Regions from separate parts of the Mus musculus genome. Here region 2 is linked to region 1. Evidence: chromatin contacts called from public Hi-C data. All regions are on one chromosome and are shown on one strand. The core of a region is the stretch at or near the end of the contact, and the rest is flanking DNA. Distances in the headings are between cores, read along the strand shown.

Region 1 (3,869 bases), core at 1,252-3,751:
TTTGTGATTTCTTTACTGTTTCTATTTCTATTTTTAGATCCTGGATGGCTTTGTTTAATTCCTTCCTGTATTTGGTTGTGTTTTCCTTAATTCTTTTAGGGATCTTTGTTTTTCCTCTTTAAGGGTTTCTTGCTGTTTACCTGTGTTCTCCTGTAATTCTTTAAGTGAGTTATTAATGCCCTTCTTAATGTTCTCTATCATCATCATGAGATGTGATTTTAAATCAGAGTCTTGCTTTTCTGGTGTGTTGGGGTATCCAGGGCTCACTGTGGTGGGAGAACTGGGTTCTGATGATGTCAAGTAGCCTTAGTTTCTGTTGCTTATGTTCTTGCCCTTGCCTCTTGCCATCTGGTTATCTCTGTTGTTAGCTGGTTTTTCTGTCTCTGACTGTGGCTTGACCCTCTTGTAAGCCTATGTGTCAGTACTCCTAGGAGACCAGTTCTCTCCAGGAGGAATTTGGATAAGGAGAGCTGTGGTACAGGGTCAGCTCTAGGGTACAGATAGAAACTGGAAGGATCCTGTCCACAGCTGTTCCTTGGTTCCTGTGTCCCAATGGCTCTGGGTGGATCCCTCTTGGGCCAGGAATTTGAGCAGAAGTGGTGGTTTTATCTGTGCTCACATGTTTGTCAGCACTTCTGGCGAGACTAGCTCTCTCCTGGTGGTATTTGGGTACAGAGCGTTGTGGCACAGAATCTGCTCCTGGCGCAGAAGGACACCAGAAAGAAAGCTCCAGCTTCTTTTATCACTCTCTTCTTCTAAAGAGATTTCTAGTTCATCTTTACTTTCTCACATGGCTGCCATTCTCCTAAACAATGGGCATGTTCCTCTCTTTTTCCTCTACCATCTCATCTGCCTTGGATTTTCCAATGGACCTGGCATTGATTGGTGATATTTTTCTACCATGGAATCTTTCTTTCTTGATTTCTTTAGGTGCAAACTCTTCTGATGAGAAAAGATGTTTATAGGGTCCACCTCCAGAAATGCTTGTGATGGGAAGAATAACATGGAAGGCAAAGGGCACTGGAAAGAATGGCACCTGGGCCACCTTCCAGGGCACCATTCCATGGGTGAAACTTCTGGGAGTTGGAAATATGGAGCAGTCTTACATAGAAATCCTCCTATAACACTTTATACAATTTGCAAAAATGTAGACTGGATCTCTCACTCAAGTACAAAATGCCTTCCAATGGAAGTAGGGTAGTTTTGTTTTGTTTTGTTTTGTTTTGTTTTGTTTTGTTTTGTTTTGTTTTGTTTTCTAAAAGCCTTGCAAGTAATTGCCTGGTTCTTCTAAGTAGTTTAGAGGGACATGCTCAGGCAAGATTAGTCAGCTGAGCTGCTGGAACCAGAGTGTGTGGATGTAACATTCTTTACTTTGATGATTCATTTTCTTATCTAAATTAAAAATTCTTAGTAGTCCCCTTAAGTAGTTTATTGGCTTTTTGTGAAAAAAGCAACTGAATACTAAGTTCAAGAACCACAGAAAATAGGAAATACCTGTTTTCCCCTTTTATCAATATTTTATGAGCATTGGACAGTTGTTGGCCATGGGATTGAATTATAAGAACCTGCCTGAATAAAATTTATATTAAGAGAAAATCATTTTTTATCCACACCACCTCCCTAAATAAATATTGAGCAAGTGTTTAAAGGGTACTGTTGGGAGGTGACACAAATTAGGATCTTGCCAGCTCTTACCTCCCACCTCATAAAGATGAATTCACTGTGGTGGTGGAAAAAATACATCCTGAGAATGTGAGGAAGCAAACGGTGCTCACAGCTCAGACCAGGACAGCTGGGATTGGCAGAAGGGATGGTGGAAGTCGGGTTTGGGGAAAATAAGCTTTGGAGAAGCCTTGATTTTGCCTGAGAATCATGTGAGTGGTGCCAAAAAATGCTGCTGAATTCCCAGAGAACCAGTTGATTACAATATCCAGCCCAAAAGAAGTTGGTTACTTTGAGCTTCTGGGCGGTGGGGGGGGGGGGGAGCTAGCTCTTTTCCAAGGAGGATCAAGAACAGGGATTCCCAAATGGTGTTCCCAGACAGCCTATATCAATGTCACCTGGGAACTTGTAAGAAGTATGTATTCTGTGCCCACCCTCCCTTGGCCTACTGACTCTGACAGATGATGCAGTTGCCTGTGTTTAAAAGTCAGAGGCAGTAAGGCTGAGGCACACTGACTGAGAAGAAGCTGATCCAAATAGGATGCATTCAGGTGTCAAGTTGGCAAGGGGTAGGCTGGTGATGGCTATTTTTTATTGTGAAGTTGACTAGATGTAGAATTGCCTAGGAGTCACATTTCTGGTCTTTAAGGGAGCTAAAGAGAAACGAGAGCAGGAAAGGCCCACCCTCAGTGTGAATGGCACCACTCCATGGGCTGAGGTCTCAGACTGAATTAAAAAGGGAAAGGAGAAAGCTAGCTGAGCACCAACATTCATCCATCTCTGCTTCTTATTAACTGCAGAAACCATGTGACCAGCCACCTCACACTCCTGCTCCCATGACTCCCTTGCCATGATGGACTGTGCTCTCAATGTATGAGTCAGCATCAGCCTCTTTCTTCCTTATTTTGCTCTTGTCCAGTGTTTTGTCGTAGCAATGAGAAAAGTCACTAATAAAGTGCCAGGAGATGGAATACATGTGTAGAGCATATGCAGAAAACAATGGTGAGATCCTCAACCGTCAGACTTAGCAGAGTGCTTTAGTCAACCAGGGACTTGGCATTGGCTTCCAGGCACACTGGAAGAAAGCAGTGTAAAGGAAGCTTCAGACTTCTTCCATGGTATGAGAAACACAGCTGGGGTTTCTCCCCCAGTAGGAAGAGGAGACCTTGCCCTAATCTGTAGACCTCGATGACAACAGAGAGAAAGTCTTGCTGCTTATATTCCTGCCTTTGTCTAAGACCCATGCTCAGCATGGGAACACTGAGGACAGTCAGCTCCTCCTAGGATTCACTGACCTTAAAAAGGGCGAAGAAGAGAAGGTGATGTCCACAATAGGGGCGCTGCATTGCCTGGTTGAATTGTTTTTGTCCCATTCAGTAAATATTTCCAGCATACACAGTCTGAGCCAGTCCTTGGCTAGCTACTAGGGAACAGAACAGGTCACACAGACAACCTGGTCCTTAGTGCATGTGCTGTAGAAAGGATTTGTTGTTGATGAAGGAAAATCCAGGGAACAATGTGTGGGCCACAAAGCAGCACCTGTAAGATGCCTTAATTAGGATGAGGACCGATTTGACAGCAATACCATTAACCATTAACAGTTGTGCCAGAATAATAGGTGTCAATAGGGATGTTTCATGGTCATGGTGTCATGCTGTGTAGAGATAGCAATATTGACTGGTAGGGGTTGGGGATCCAAAGCATGAGCATTGCACCACATTTGGTGTGCTGTCTTTCCAAGATTCCTCTGTATGTAACATGCCTTAGCACACCAGTTTCTAGAATCAGTACTAACCATAGTCAGAGGAAGGAGGCAGCAGCTTCCACCCCATAGAGAGCACCGTTCACTCCCATGAGGAGCCAGCTATAGCTTCAACCTCCACTGGCTTCTTTCTGCTTGGCTGCTGTCCCCAGCCCTCTCTGACAATCAAATAGTACAATGTTGGGCAGATTTCAAGACTTCTGGGGGTGTCCTCTGTCTCTTCTAATTTTGCATAGCCATGTTTTAGGAGGCTATTCCAGCATACTCAGGAAGACCTCTTTTCTTCTCTTCAGATCAAAGTTACATTCTGTATATCTGTTATACAGGACCTTTTGCACTGACGTCCTTCTGATTCAGTTACCAGTGTCCCTATTCAGTAGCCACCAGGTGATGTGAAAGCATGATTAGACTATTCATTTATTTTTTTAAACTGTTATTTACTGTA
Region 2 (3,571 bases), core at 1,053-3,552, 230 kb after region 1:
TTGCAATGGTAAGTTATTTGAATTTTAAAGCATGGCTGGTCCATACTGCCTGGTCCCCTTTATGAAAAGGATAAGATAAACCATTTAGAAAACATATTCCTTGTAGTCTGTGGTGTCAATGGCTGGTAAGGCTTGTACACGTAAACACTGTGGGCTTTTAACCAGCAAGGTATGCATACAAAACCAACACTAAGCCCCAGGAGTCCATCGTGACAGAACTGGGCCTTCTATGTACATGAGCCATGATGAGAGTTTGATGTTGCCATGTAAAGAGAGACCACCACTCAGCCACCTAACTGCAGGAGAAAAGGGACAAGACCATGAATGTCTCGGATGCTAGGCTAGGCCAGGGAAATTACAATGCCTGTACCATCATAGCCGGCCTCTGCTGAATTCTGGCTCATTGTTGTCATAGCTTTCACCTGCAACCTACTGAAGTGGCACTGGAGGGGCAAGCCTTATCCCCATCTGATGGATGAGGACACCATGACTCAGAGAGGTGAGCGATGTGACCAAAGTCTAACAGCAAAAGTAACCATAGTGTACTGATTTCTAAGCTATTAATTAACTTTCCAACTGTTTGCCCATAAGGAACTGCCTTCTGCGGTTAGAACCCATTCCTAAGTCTCTGGTTACCACTCACCACTCACTTACTTTGCAAAACTCACCTAAAGGTACTCTGCCCACGCATCCTTCTGAGTCTGTGCCCTTTCTTTGGAAGCTTGCCCTCTTCCTCTCTTAAGTGAAGGGGAGGTCTCCCAGTATTGCAACTCTTCCATGACAACTGAACAAGCTCTGAGAATCCTTAAAGAATGTGATGTGTCAGAGCCAAGGGACAGTGTGGAAGGACTGACTTAGGGAAGAGGGGGATGAAAACTGGGTTGTAGCAGCCAGCTGTCCTTCCCAATTCTCTTCTGTTGAACCTGTCCTTTATATGGGTTCTCAAAGAACCTAAAGGAGATCCTTGCTAGAAGGAGGTGCTTTGTGTCCTAGAAGCAATGAGGAAGGGCACCCTGCTCTGGAGAACAGCCACTTCAGGCCTTGTCACACCAAGGCAGATGCTCAGTAGGGACTGGGTCTCCAGATCTCCCTTAAAATAGTTTTATGGGTTCAGGCATGATTATCTTGGGTAACATGAATCTTCACACCCAAATAAGGAGTGGGGAATTAACTAGTGTAAAAGAAAGTCAATACTTATACAAAGCAGAATTATAAATGAGACAGGAATTTAAAATGTAAGTCAACATTCTCAGGAAACAATGGATATTGGTAATAGGCTATGCAAGTAAAATATAAAAAACAATGAGGAAGTCATTTTAATATTAATGAATGCAATACGTAAAAGATACAAGGTATGGGGCAAAGTTGATGGAGAAAAATGGGACTGAAAACAGCAGGAGAAACATTCAGAGGGCTTTAGGTTCCTTCCCACAGCCATCATTAAGGAAGGAGGAAAACTATAAAGAAAATGATAAGTATGTAAAGAAACAGAATGGCCCAAGTTGAATGACAGTAGTTAGACAGGATTTTCTTCCACCTCAGTGGACCCTTCCTGCTCACTTCCTGGTAGGGCACAGTGCACTGGTTTCTATGGTTTGGAATCACAGTCTCAACTCTGACATCTGAATGAGTTCACTTCCGCCAGTGGATCACAATGCTGAATTTGGGTTCTAGTTCAGCCTTCCCCTTCCTCTGTCCTGGGTGGCTTTGCTCTGGAGCCTTCTGTGGAATGAAGGACATGGTTCAGTTTCCTTCTCTCTGAATTGCGTTTCCCCATCTGACTTTCATCTGAGTTCTTACTGTCAGTCCCCTGTTGGTTTGGATCCACCTGTGGTCTCTGGATGAAGAGGATGAAGGAGGAGAGAAAACAAGACACATGTGAAAAGTACACTACATCAGAAGTTGGCTGTATGCTCTCTAGATGATGCAAATGCTTAGAGCCAAGCTTTTTCCTTTTGAGTTCTTTGGAGGTTGCTTCTACACCCCTCCAACCTGGAGTCTTTGGATTCAGATGAATATAGCATTATATTGGCTGGTCCCTCTCAGCTCTTCCCACAGTCATAGGAGTCCAACAACCCTTGCCTCTCCATCTACCACTAGTTTCCTTCACCATCTCAAGATGATACCACTAAATAGGTTAATAGACCTATTCTACTTACCACATCTAACACCCTCCCTCGTACACACGCAGAGGCTGTCTCCTCCCACGCAGTCACAGAACCACAACTAAGCCATAGTAAATAGGAAGTTGCTGTTCTAGTAACTGGGGAGAGCAGATGGATGTCAAAGCAAACACATTCTGCTGGCTCTGGCCCAGAGCTCTTGCTGTCTCAGCCTTTGGATTTCCTGGAATGGGCTACATCAAGCCCAACAGCAACTGAAGTTGGGGAACTTGTTTCAAAGCTTTCCAAACAGTCTCAGTGATGCTCTCATCATTGTCTTGGGTGGAAAATAACTTAGTCCCAGAACAGTTCCCTCTTCACAGAATCATCACTCTCTTTATTCTTGAGAGGTTGAGAGAGTCAACTGACAGATTACAGCTTGTGCTTGCTGTGGCTGATTCCGAACGCTTGTGCCTCATGGTTTGGGGTGAGCTCTGGTCTTCTCTGTCTTGGTTTTATGATTTGTGAGATGTAAATAGAGCTTAGCCGTACAATTAATAAAAAGATTAAGTAAGATGACACATGGAAAGCATTTATAAATACACTGAGGGTCCCAGCTGTTGTTCTTATAATGTAAAATCTCCATGTAAACAGGGGATGCTATCATTAAAGCAGGATGACCCATAGGTTCCACATTATGATTAGTGGATCGGAGTTTACAAATTTTCCTGAATCCATGAGCTTAAGTATGAATAAATATGGATCAGTTTGAAGAAAAGACCTAGATAATGTTATTATTATCTCCACATAATTTGCTGAAAAATTACACATGCTTGTCAAAGTTGCAGATTTCAAGGATGACATGTCTAGAGAAGACAAGGGGTTCCATCCTCAACTCATCTGATGATCTTCCTGGCTACTGGGACCCACAATGATTGAGGCTTGGTACTTTTTAAACTAACAACTAAAAAATGTAGTTTCACCTTGGAGAGCCACACATCTCTGAATGGAGCTCAGTTTGTGTTTCCTAAAGAATCCACTAGGATTTTATTAGCCCTTTGTTCATGTTCCAGGGTATCTGTTTTCTACCTATCTGTGACCCTCCCTTGGATTGAATTTTTGCTCTTAGTTTTAAGTACGACATTGGCTTTGGGTGTTTCTGCAGACATTCATTTTAAACACGGCTAGTGGCATCTTGAGGCCATAAATTCTTGTTTTATCTTTTCATCTTGATAATTTAATTTTGGCTTTCAATATTTCCCTCTCTACAGAATTCTGACACTGTGCTTATCCTTGTCCCTAATGAAAGTTTAGAAACTGAATAAAGACAGCATTGAGAGCTAAGAGAGCACATCAAAAGGAGCACTTACACCTCAAAGGAGAGACAAGGGAGAGCAGCAGAAGACAGGGAATCCAAGAACTAATGCTTGAAGGTGGAGGTGTTTTCTGGTAAAGATGTACATTTAAGT

What was found. Hi-C and Micro-C count contacts between places; a contact is called where the count stands out from the background.
Region 2: a contact with region 1 is called in a Hi-C map of bone marrow-derived macrophages, with 1.9 times the contacts expected there. The contact joins two enhancer-like sites. A contact is called at or near these places in 1 of 484 Hi-C or Micro-C datasets (bone marrow-derived macrophages) and 1 of 115 datasets of contacts at active chromatin or transcription factors (large pre-B cells).

Annotation. Positions count from the first base shown.
Region 1 is chr4:55,836,105-55,839,973 of GRCm38.p6, forward strand. No RefSeq gene overlaps it. Among named protein-coding and RNA genes, the nearest start is that of Gm34482, 120 kb to the right of the region's middle. Within about 2 kb of position 2,502, at least 13 of the 459 cell types and tissues checked have an H3K27ac peak or open chromatin away from gene starts, as enhancers often do. A contact at or near this core is called in bone marrow-derived macrophages, where this site is marked.
Region 2 is chr4:56,068,574-56,072,144 of GRCm38.p6, forward strand. No RefSeq gene overlaps it. Among named protein-coding and RNA genes, the nearest start is that of Gm12519, 70 kb to the left of the region's middle. Within about 2 kb of position 2,303, at least 43 of the 459 cell types and tissues checked have an H3K27ac peak or open chromatin away from gene starts, as enhancers often do. A contact at or near this core is called in bone marrow-derived macrophages, where this site is marked.